2 separate regions of the Mus musculus genome follow, and region 1 is linked to region 2. The links are chromatin contacts, called in public promoter capture Hi-C maps. All regions are on one chromosome and are shown on one strand. The core of a region is the stretch at or near the end of the contact, and the rest is flanking DNA. Distances in the headings are between cores, read along the strand shown.

Region 1 (5,332 bases), core at 855-3,354, 950 kb before region 2:
AACAGCCTGCTTTAGCAAAATGAGGGTGCCCAGAATCAGGGTTGTGCTCAGCTTGGAAAGATAGATGCCTGGCTTGTCTCTTCTTCTGCCTTCCTGGCTGCTGTCTTCAGCTTCTGACCGCATCCTCATCTGATCCCACCTCTGTGGTGCTCAGTGGTATTCTGCTCCTTCTGTGTTCTCTCTACCTGCAGCCCCCTGAGAGAGCCTTGCAAAGGCTCCTGGGTGCTGTGGAGACAGCCCCCCCCCACCCCCGCAGCTGCCTCGCTCTCCCAGCCTCAGCCCCCAGCCTACTCCAGTGCCTTCACAGGGAAGCACAGCTGCTGGGGTTTTGCTCAGAGTCCTTGTAGAAAGAAGGCAAGCCCCTGGCCTGCTCTGAGATAATGAGCAACAAAACCTGGTTCTCTTAAAGGAGCCGCTCAATCGGGGATAGGGAGAGACTCCCACCCATGCCTGTGAGGCTATTCAGAACTCTCAGGACTAGACTCCTGACAGTTTAACCTGACAGGCCATCTGTAGCCTTGGGTTCTACGTCAGAATTCAAGCATGAGGGTCCGATGTGACCCAAGTGGGAGGCTGCGGCAATGGGGCACATGTGTCATGGCTGCCTGGGGTACACAGTGAAACCTTGTCTGGAAAAGAAACAGACAGACAGATCTTGGATGTGGCATGTATACATGTATATTGTATGTTTCACAGATATATTTGTGTGTGTGTGTGTGTGTGTGTGTGTGTGTACATATGATGAATCAGTGTATGTGTCTGAGGGGAGATATAGAGAAGGAAGGACCAATATTAAGATTATGTTCAAAGAATAATAAAGTATCCCCCTAGAGTGCCTGGCATATAGAGCCACAGGCATGAAGGTCAAGTCCTTGCTAGGTAGACACTTAGGCTGAAGGGCCAGGGAACACAACTGGTTCAAGGAAAACTCCAGCCCTGCTGTGATGTGTAGATACAATGCAGGGCTGCCCTCTGAGTGAGATGGGCTTACTGATGCTACAGCTACAGAGTCTTGGCTTCCCTTGGCTCATGCCCTAGGAGTGCCACTGAGCACTCGGGTCCTGGGCTGAGAGCCTGTACTAAGGGATGGAGGACCCGAGGCAGAGGAGTGCTCTGCTCTTGTAGCTGATGGTCTCAGTGGCCACCCATCAGTACCTGCCATGCCTCATTCTTTGAGTACTGTAAGCTCTCTCAGGGCTTGAAGAGCAAAAGGTTCTGTTTCCTGTTCAGTCAGATTTAGAATCTGAATAACTCACATTAAAATCACAGAGCCGTGACAGCCAGGCTAACCCACGTGCTCTTTGTTACTGTTCTTTAAGGTGACCAGGCAAGTTCACGTTGATCACAGAGCCCAGTGCTTGAGTCTGCAGTGTCTGGGCCAGCCTGTTACAAGGTAGCCTTGAGGTGAGCCACCTAAAGACTCAGGACCTCAGATCCTGCAGGAGACCTTTGTCCCCTTACCCCAAGGGTTGTTCTCTAGCACGCATTGGCTAAGACACTAGTGGCCTGTTGGAAGAGCAGGCTGGCATCTGCCATTTCCATCCCCTGCCTGTGTGCCGGGTGCTGTGTAAGTGCTGTTTGTACATCTCACTTTGTGGACAGGTCTCAGCCATTGTTCTTGCTTCGAGGACAGAGAGCACTCTAGGGGAGGCCAAGTCTTGGAGTCAGGACTTGCACTCGGGTCCCAGGCTTATGCTCTGACTGCTATGGGACACTGCCTTGAGCTACCCTTTTCATACCTCCACAGGTCATCCCTTGGATAAGCAACCCCTCGGGCTGGGGATCTGGGGCCTTCTATGTCCTGCAGATCGATCTGTTCTCTGCTGTGGGAAGTGAGAGACGCATGAGTCAGCTTGTGTGTCTGTGCTTTCAAATGGAATCACCTGCTTTGTTCTCATGGCTCTGCCCGCCGGCCCCGCCGGCCACCACTGCCACCAATGCCATTACGGGCGTCTTTCTCCTTGAGTTCCTGGAGGCAGGAGCTGTGCCTTTTTAGAACAGGTGCTCATAGCGTGTCTGGCTAAGGCAGGCAGGAAAGAGCTGACTGAGGGCTCTCCGACAGCTGGAGCCTGTGAGGGCTTGCAAGGGTCTGGGTGGAAACAGAAGGAACATTCCAGATGGGTGAGGGAGGCTGCAGCAATGCTTCATCTGAGGTGGGGTGTGTGGTGATCCGTGGAGGGGAGCTGCCCGGGGAGAGCCTGGAACTGAGATCTCATTTGGATGCAGAGGCATTCAACAGTCTCCTTCCTGTTCCCGCTGCCTCCTCCTACACAAAAGGATGATCTTATCTGCTGGAAATTGACTGGTGTGAGTCCTGTGGGCCAAGCAGCTTCGAGGAGCCCAGAAAGAGGCCATCTTGAGCCAGCCACTGGCCATTTTTTGTATCTTTTGAGCCTAGAGTGACAGGGATTTGGTTCCCTAGCCTAGAGGATGAGTCATTGGGCATTTTGGGGTCACAGCGGTCAACGAGGAGTGCCCAGGGCAAGATGTCACTGGAGAGGTTGTACCCCATGTTGCTGGCTTATCCCCCCTCCCACCATCGCCCTTATCTTGTACTGTGCAGATACAGAGACAAAGAAAGCTCTGCACTTGCAGTCCCAAGATGCTCAAAGGAAAAAGGACAAAACAGCCAAGCCGTGCATCAAGCCTCTAAATGCTGTAAATGCTTCACCGTTTCCGTGGCGTCCAGGACTCTGCTCCCTGGGTTGATCCCACACAAAGCCAGTGCTTTGGAAGGCTCCGGTGCTTGGTCCCTTGCTGCGCTTGTCACCACACCCACAGCCACTCCACACACCGAATCCTTTCGTGCCTCAGCCCTGAGCTGGGAGGAGCTCACTGAAGTTAACATCTTCAAGGTGGGAGGGAGCTAAGCTGACCTCCAGAAAAGTCCCTTCTGGGAGTGTCTCAGACATCTGCCACACCAGCTGTCTGTGTGCCCGTACTGAGCCCATGCCATGCTGACCTGGCCATGTTCTGGGCCTCAGTGGGGAATGTGTTATCATTCTTCGGGAACATGGACAGAGCTGGTCTGCCCTCTCTGTGGAGAGAAGGGCATTGGCCTTCCTCTGCTCCCCATCAGCAGCCTCCTGTCCCCTGTGCAGTGGAAGTCACCTTTTCCACAGAGCTCATCAGAGGCTTTTGAAAGTCTGGAACAAACCCTGTAGGCCCTCTCAAGCTGCACACTGACGTCACTTCTAAACAGGCCTTCTCTTTGCCAGCAGCAGTGTAGCCTCGTTGGCAGGTGACCTTACCCCCCCTCCCACCATTGCCCTTATCCTGCACCATGTAGATACAGAGACAAAGAAAGCTGTGCACTTGCAGTCCCGAAGTAAGAGGGAGAGAGAAGGGGCGGGGGTAACACTAGGACTAATAACAGTTTGTGGAATCTTACTGTGTTTGGAGGGACAGTTTCTCTTAACAGCTGAGCCCTATGAGCCTATGAGGAAACTGAGGCTTAGCCCTGAAGGCACTCACTGGGTGATACTTCTGGGAAGGGATGGTCCAGGAGTGGGGATTCCTTGAAGCCCACTGTAACCCATTTCGTTAGGTTTCATTCTGTGGGTGTCCTATGGACTCAAGAACGGTGCACCTTCACAAACCACTCTCCTTCCTCCCTCCCTCAGACAGCAATAGTAACGATCTCTGTCCTCGACTGTCAAAGCTTTAATATAAACAAATGAACGCCAAGCAAAGGCTTTAGAGCCCTCTGCCTGCTGCATACTCTCCCTTCCCTGGCTGCATCCTGGAGATTGCCAGGTCTGCTGTCTCCAGTCCTTATTCCTTGATTTGTGCTCCTGAGATGAAGGGGTTAACTCCAGACTTGCTGGAGTTTATCATTGTAATCCAGGATTATGATGGCTACAGAGAAGCTTCTCTCTCTCTCTTTCTCTCTCTCTCCCTCTCTCTCTCCCCACCCCCTTGGTTTCCCTGGCTGTGAGAAAGGGCTCTCCTAACCTGCCTCACTGGAGGGGTGCTAAAGTCACTGCTAAACTTGTCCCTACTCCAAAAACTTGGCCTAGAGCACAGGGCAGACAGAGATCACAGGCTTCCTTTGTCCTCAGGATGCAGGTGGTGTGAGGGTCAGAGGCAAGGGCCTGGACACCCCCATGGACCTCTAGCTTCTTCCCAGTAAGTAGTTCTTTGGGTGGCCATTCCACAAGAGCCAGTCCTGTGGTCCAAATAGCCCCTAGGTGGGAGCCCCAGGACCCCCACCCCACCATAGCCTGCCTGGCCAAAGACCCAGACTCACAGGGTAGCAGTGTGAGCCCTCTCTCTCCTAAAAGCTCATGCTTACAGGTGGGAAACTGCTAGCCTGGAGGAAAAGTATGTGGCTGCCTTATTCCCACACCCCTCCCCAGTGGCTACCGAAACCAGGCTTTAGGATGCTGATAAATGCTGCTTGCTTGTAGGTGGTATTACCCATGCCTGCCTTTGCACTGCCTGGCTTTGCCAGGACATTTCCAAAGGAATTGGAAGAACTGGATTGTGGGTTTTAGTTCATGCTAAGAAAGGTTGGCTCTGGGGCTCTGGTGCCCCTCTCTCTTTAGTCCAGGGTCAGATTAGGGCCTTCCTTCCTCAGTTGGGAGAGTTCGAAGCTATCTTTATGGAGTGGTGGGCAACCTCTGGTGTGGTGTTAGGAGGTGAGCGATAGCAGGAACAGATCTGGCATCCCACAGTGCTGTGCCGGCTTGCTACACACACACACACACACACACACACACACACACACACACAGAGAGAGAGAGAGAGAGAGAGAGAGAGAGAGAGAGAGAGAGAGAGAGAGAGAGAGAGAGAGAGAGAGAGAGTCTGTGAGTGAGGCTACCCTGTGAGTCTGGGTCTTTGGCCAGGCAGGCTATGGTGGGGTGGGGGTCCTGGGGCTCCCACCTAGGGGCTATTTGGACCACAGGACTGGCTCTTGTGGAATGGCCACCCAAAGAACTACTTACTGGGAAGAAGCTAGAGGTCCATGGGGGTGTCCAGGCCCTTGCCTCTGACCCTCACACCACCTGCATCCTGAGGACAAAGGAAGCCTGTGATCTCTGAGAGAGAGAGAGAGAGAGAGAACCACCTCCAGGGTGCACCATGATGTGTCCTTGCTTTGCTGACCTTGGCTGCAGTCTGTGAAGGTGGCTGCCACTCCACCCCACCCCCACCCCCCCTCCGCTTGGCAAGCTGCTGCATAGATGCCTCCAGGCAGCCAGAAAGCCTGCCTTTCTAATCAGTGGAGAAACTAGCTTTGTCTGCCAGACTAAAGCAGGGCGGTTGATGGAGGGGGAGGGATGTGGACAGCTGTTCCAAAAAGGAAAGAGTGAAGCTAGAAATGGCTCAGAAA
Region 2 (6,017 bases), core at 2,098-4,597:
GATGATGTCTCTCCTCAAGTCAGAGTTTAAATTGATCGCTTGTAAACATCCATAAGCAGAAGGATTTATATCATAGAGAGTGGCAAATACTATAAATCACCGCTTTCTCTTTTCTTTCCTCCAAAGAGATAATTGTTAAATGTTTAGCGGCACATCACTGTCTACTGACCACCATGTCAAACTTCAGATACATACTTGATTTAAACAATGCTTGTGAGATGTCTGTATTAGCATAGAAATGAAAGGATTTTTAGAGCTAAATATTTCTTCTTGAAGCTTCCAACTTCACATCGGTTTCCCTTAGGACACGCCACCCATCTGGTCCCTCTTTCATGAAATAATCTTTTAAATAAAGAAATAGATGGTATGGCTTGCCGTCGTCTTCTATTTCCTAAGCTAATAGCACTCTCCGATGCTTTCAATCAGTCCTCACAACAGTCACCACACTGACTGCATCCCTGGAGAGGCTGTGGCGCATCAGGGCTTCTTTCTAAAAGCCATGGCTCCCAGAATGCTCTAGGGACCGTCTGCCCTGTGGTGACCACAGCAGACCCATGAACTCCAGGAAATGAGATTTGATACTTCTGTCATTGAAGCCTGAGCTGGGAGCTATGCTCAGATGCTCCCACACTCACAAATCCATCCTGCACTTGAGCACTCAGTGAATCTGGAAACAGAATGCCAGTTTCACATCGAGCCTTATTGAACTTGATCTCATATTTCTCTAGCCTCGGTTTTTCTGGGCTATTAAGATGTTATTTAATGGTGATTCTGCCATCTCTCGATGTTTTTGTCTGAACTGGCATCTGGATTGTGAATTATGCATTAGAGATTCATGAGCAGGCCATAAAGGAAGAGCCATGGGAGGGGAAGAAACTGCCATTCATCATGAATGCCTTCTATGTGCAGGGTGCCAGGCATTTCCAGATTATCTGACCTTCTTTAATTCTAATAACTTTCTAGGAAAGAGTTGATGGTACAATTTCAGCAGATGGAGACTTTCCAGCACCTCAAAGAGTCGGACTTATCCAAAGTCAAGTGGATTGGAAGCAAAAAAGGCCTCGAAACCTCTGCAGTCTGCATTGGGTATCCACTGCACGGCTTCTTGGGGAGCGGTGCTGAGCATTGGTAGTGGTGCTCATGAATGCTTTCTTGGCTCTCCCTCCTTGGAAGATATGAAAGACTTTGTATTCCCTCACTTTCTTTGAGAGACTTCTTTCACCACATCCAGAAAAGTGTCTTCAGAGTGGCTGAGGGATGTCCTACACTTCCTGATCACACAATAGGAAGCCACAAGAAGGAACTGAAGAAATCCTCATTTTTTTCCTGGCATTCTCTGGACAAGCAGTTGCAAGCTCTGTGTGAGGTTCCCTGTGCCTGTGTCCTGGATAACATTCAGAGGGAGCCTATGAAATAATGGTATTTTTTCCTGCCTTATCAAGTATGGAAACTAAGGTTTAAAGACGTTAATTCACCTGCCCAGGATCACATCTATCAACGGGCTTTTTTTGTTTACATGCATGCCCCTGTTCTCACCCATGATCTCAACAGGGAAGAGTCACCCAATGGAGGCCACAGCTTGGGTGGTCTGATCCGCCACTGGAAGATCTGTATCCTCATTTGGCCTTTCCTTCAAGAGTATCTGGGTTTTCTGAGGGCAACGCTGTATTTGCAATTCAGTGACATTCAGATCTATGTCTAAATTTCATTTGTTGTTGAAACTGATTATAAAGAAAAGGAAAATAAATAAAAGGAGACTGGAGAGGCTGAATCATGCATGTCCATTCCAGAATTGCAGTTGCTCTCCTTGGTGAGGCTGTTCTGGCTGTGGAAGTCTAGTTTCTTCCAGGCGTGTGTGTGTGTGTGTGTGTGTGTGTGTGTGTGTGTGTGTGTGTGTGTGTGTGTGTGTGCATGTCCACCTGGTCAATCATCCTGGCTCACAGAGCTGCCTGTATTTTATAACTGCATGTGATGTCATGGCAATGACCCAACTAGGCCGACAGATTCCTGACAGGGGTGTTTCCCCAGACGTGTCTAGAGCGTCTTGATTTCCTTCACTTGTTCTCTCCAATGCTTCTTCTCCAGTTCTGGCTAAACACTGTCACCACCGTGAGTGGTAAGCTGCCATCTGAAGTGAAGTGACACACCGCAGCATGAAGCACTAGATGCAAATGGGAACATGGGATCTTAAGAAAGAATACTTCTGAAGCCCAGATCATTCAGCAGAGAAAAATCGTGCGAAGACTTAGGTGTTTTGGTAGGACTTGTTCATTTAAGTTGCACATCATTGCCTCTTCAGCTCAGTCCGAAGAGCAGATGCCCATTGTGAGCCTGCAGGTGCGATCTGGCTTCTCATCTCCCTGCTGCTGCTTCCTATTCTTCCACTGCCTGTCCATCCTGCCTAGACGGGGCTCCCGTGACTTCCAAAGACTTCCATAACTCTGTGGACCTCCCAGATGTTCAGTCTGCTAACCCAAGCCAGTTTTGCAAAGTCTAGATTCTTCAACTGAAAGATCAAGGTCCAGCTGTTGAAATAGCTGCCGGTGGCTTCTTAGTTACCAGAAAGAGTTATCCTGTTTGATGACTTGACTTTAGGGGAAGAAACAGTGTTCATGGTCAACCCAGTTGGCATCCCAAACTGTTACTTTTAGCTGGAGTCCCAGTAGGGAGACTTGAGCCCAAGATCCTCTTGATGTGATGATTGGTCCCACAAACTTCCGAGGCTCTTCATCTACACCTAGCTCTGAGCAGCCTTGCCTGTGAAGATATGCTCTTTACTAGGACATGCTAGGCTAAGTATGCTCTGAGGCCATGAGGGAACAGAAGAGTATAGAACACTCATTCCAAATCACACTGTGATACAACACCTGTTATACAAGAGATAGTGATCATAAACACCTCTCTCTCTGCAACCAGGACACCTGAATAACTCACTGACAAAAATCAGCCCTTCATTTCTTTGATTCATGATCACCATAGTTCCTGGGGTGAGTAACCCTTTCCTCTGCATGTCCTAGATTAAAAGGGCAGTTTCTTAGGCAAACTTTAGTCTAAAATCCCACTACTCATCATTCCATGAGCGAGGAAAAAGGATCTGGGAAAACACTTAATTTGGGGGCTTCCTGCCATCAAATAACTAGACTTCTCTTTATATAGTTGAGTTCACTCACAGAAAACGGCATACAGTTTCTGCTCACTTCAACATGCCTTCCTTGGGCATGCAGGCGCCTGGTTGTGTGCTAGATCTTAAGGATGTAAAAATAGCTAACAGGACTTCTTTACTCAAGCAGTTTATAATCCAGTGAGAAGATCCAAACGCCTTATGTAATCATGTTATATATGCAAGCAGAGTGCTCTGTACAAGGTTCAGACACAGACACACTATCAAGAAGGAAGGTGCCGAGCCTGTAGATGTAGAAGCCTCTGGCAAAGGTCCCAATAGGAGATTCTGCCACATGGCTAGTTATATGCTTCCTGAAGACTGGTGGCCTGAGCAGACAGATCTTCTCTGTCTCTAGAAACCTTACCAGAAACAACACAGGGATCTTTTTCAAAAGGAATACATCTTGGGGGACACAAACAAAGGAAAGGAAATAATATCAAACAAACAAGCAAAGCAGATGGACTCTTGCTAACAGACTCTGCAAAGCTCCGAAGGCTGAGCTTTTAGCTGGCAGCAGAAGCAACTGAACAGTAGAGCCCAGGAAAGCACAAGAGACGTCCAACAACAAGGGTGGAAAATAAAGATGGACATAGGAGAAATGGCTGACAACTGGTTTAAGAGGCAGGAAGCATCCAGTGGCATCTTCTTACTCTCTACATGTCCAAGGCTTTGCTCTTGCGCCATAGCAAAGGACTCCATGGAGTGGACTAGAGGGTTGCTGGGATGGAGACAGGGAACAGGAAAGCCAGAGATGCTTTCCTAACAACAGGACTCCTGGGACTCTCAGGCAGGATTTAAGAGCCTTCTGCATCTGCAGCCAGAGCCTTACTACCTAGGCCATCCCTGCTATCACAACAGGACATGGTCCACAGTGAAGCAGCCTAGCCAGGTCTCCTAACAATGAAGCTATTTATAGTTGACAGCTCCCATTCGCCAGCAAGGAGCTTCTCGGTGCCTGCTTTTCATCTCGAAAGGACAGACCAGAACTTCCAGATGTTTGAGAAAAGGCTCTCTCATACCAAAACCTCCTTAGCCCACAACATCGTTTTAAGAAAAGAAAATTTTTTAAAAAGGTATTTAGAAGACTTTCAAGACAAAGACATTCTCTCTCTCTCTCTCTCTCTCTCTCTCTCTCTCTCTCTCTCTCTCTCTCTCTCTGTGTGTGTGTGTGTGTGTTTGTGTGTGTGTGTGTGTGTGTGTGTGTGTGTACAGATGGGGGAGAGAGAGAATCAATATTTTTTCAAGAGTTTTATTGTTGAAACAAACATAGTGTTCTCTTTTAAAATGAGGGAACATTCAAAAATCAAATATTAAAGCTCTCTCTGAAGTGAAAACTTTGAAAGCATGAACATATACTTGGCAGATAACCTTGAAAAAATTCCTCACAGAACAAAAACATACAAAGACAAAGAATACAAGAAATGAATAATATTAAATTAGAAAAACAGCTTCAAATACTAAGAAATTCCCAAAGGAAGAAGAACAAAGTCAGAATGAGTCCCACTTTCCCAGGTCTCCAGGGAAGGACCACGTGGATTGCCGAGGAGCATGAGGTGGACAGCACCAGTGACGAGCAAAACCTCACTTCAAGGGATATCACTGTAAAAACTTCACACTCCATGAGAAAGAAGCCCCTTCCTGCTTTCAGCAAAGTCACACACAGAGGATCAAGAGGCAACAATGCCCATGGCGGGCCTCAGTGTCTTCTCTTCACTGACCACTGGTCCATTGGCAATGACACCAGAAATTAGAAGTGAGACACTGATTTTAAAATTATGAAGAAAAATAACGCCAATTCAGGAGTCTATATGTGGGCAAACTGTCAATCAAATATCAAGGGAGAATAAGTCCATTTTCAGGCTCTGAAATTTTCAATATTTAATGTCCTTTATATGTTTCTCTAGGGTGTGGTCTCGCAAACAGAGGGAAGAATAATAAGATGAGACAATATGGGATCCAAGAAGAAACGATCCAGCGCAAGCAAGGGGAAAAGAAGATTCTGGGATGGTGATGAAAACTGAGACAGACAGGTGCTTGGCAGGTCTGTAGTGCAAACAGCACAGACTGAAGAAGAAAGAGAGAAGGCATCTAGATCATTCCAAGGTTAAAATGATGGAATTAATGTGTGGTGCATAATACATTGAGAAGAAATTTACATACGTGGAAAATGTGTAGGTAAAAATTGATGCTGAGTGAACAGGAACGTACACAAATGAAGAATTGGGACAATTATTAACTCCAGGGAAAATTAAAAGTTGTACAAGAAAGGAAATGTAATGGTGCTTTTACTACAGGGGCATGCTGTGAATACAGTCATAATTATGTAAACACTGAACACAGATCTCACTAAAAAACGATGATATAAGTCTTCTGGGAGGTTGGGGAAAGGAAAATTGTGGAGGCAGGGGAAGGAGGTGCTAAAGAGAGAGAGAAATCTTCCTCTTTCATAGTGAGAACTTAATAGAGAGTCTCCAAGAGTGGAGAACAAAGAGATTCATGTGGAAGTTATTCTGCAGAATGAAAATGAATGTCCAAAGAATAGCAAAAGTGGGCTGTCCCTGGGAAAGGTTGCAGATATTTTATTTTTTGTAACAAGGTTTGGAACCATTTGGCTTTTAAAAACATGAATAACAAACTAAAACGTAAAGATGCAATTCTGTGGATGGAGAAAAGCAGCAGCTACCTCCAGGACAGAGGAAGCATTGTATATAATTACCCAAAGCTTGGTGCTGAGTGGTGGGTGGAGGAAGCCTTCCTGGAGCCTGGGAGTGTGGCAAGATCTGGAGAGGTGAGCAGCCTCCAGATTTGAGGGCTCTGCAGGGATCATGTCTAGGATGCAGGGAGATACCTCTGA

What was found. Promoter capture Hi-C pulls out the DNA fragments that hold promoters and counts their contacts.
Region 1: a promoter capture Hi-C map of hippocampal neurons shows a contact between it and region 2, with 4 times the contacts expected there. The contact joins two enhancer-like sites. A contact is called at or near these places in 2 of 39 promoter capture datasets (hippocampal neurons and pre-B cells), 2 of 484 Hi-C or Micro-C datasets (cerebral cortex and cortical neurons) and 2 of 115 datasets of contacts at active chromatin or transcription factors (the NIH/3T3 cell line and stem cell-derived neural progenitor cells).

Annotation. Positions count from the first base shown.
Region 1 is chr1:155,234,358-155,239,689 of GRCm38.p6, reverse strand. The region is part of intron 3 of BC034090 (cDNA sequence BC034090); the gene reads left to right. Among named protein-coding and RNA genes, the nearest start is that of Gm31102, 6.1 kb to the left of the region's middle. Within about 2 kb of position 2,104, at least 38 of the 459 cell types and tissues checked have an H3K27ac peak or open chromatin away from gene starts, as enhancers often do. A contact at or near this core is called in cortical neurons and hippocampal neurons, where this site is marked.
Region 2 is chr1:154,283,636-154,289,652 of GRCm38.p6, reverse strand. No RefSeq gene overlaps it. Among named protein-coding and RNA genes, the nearest start is that of Gm30465, 23 kb to the right of the region's middle. Within about 2 kb of position 3,347, at least 8 of the 459 cell types and tissues checked have an H3K27ac peak or open chromatin away from gene starts, as enhancers often do. A contact at or near this core is called in cortical neurons and hippocampal neurons, where this site is marked.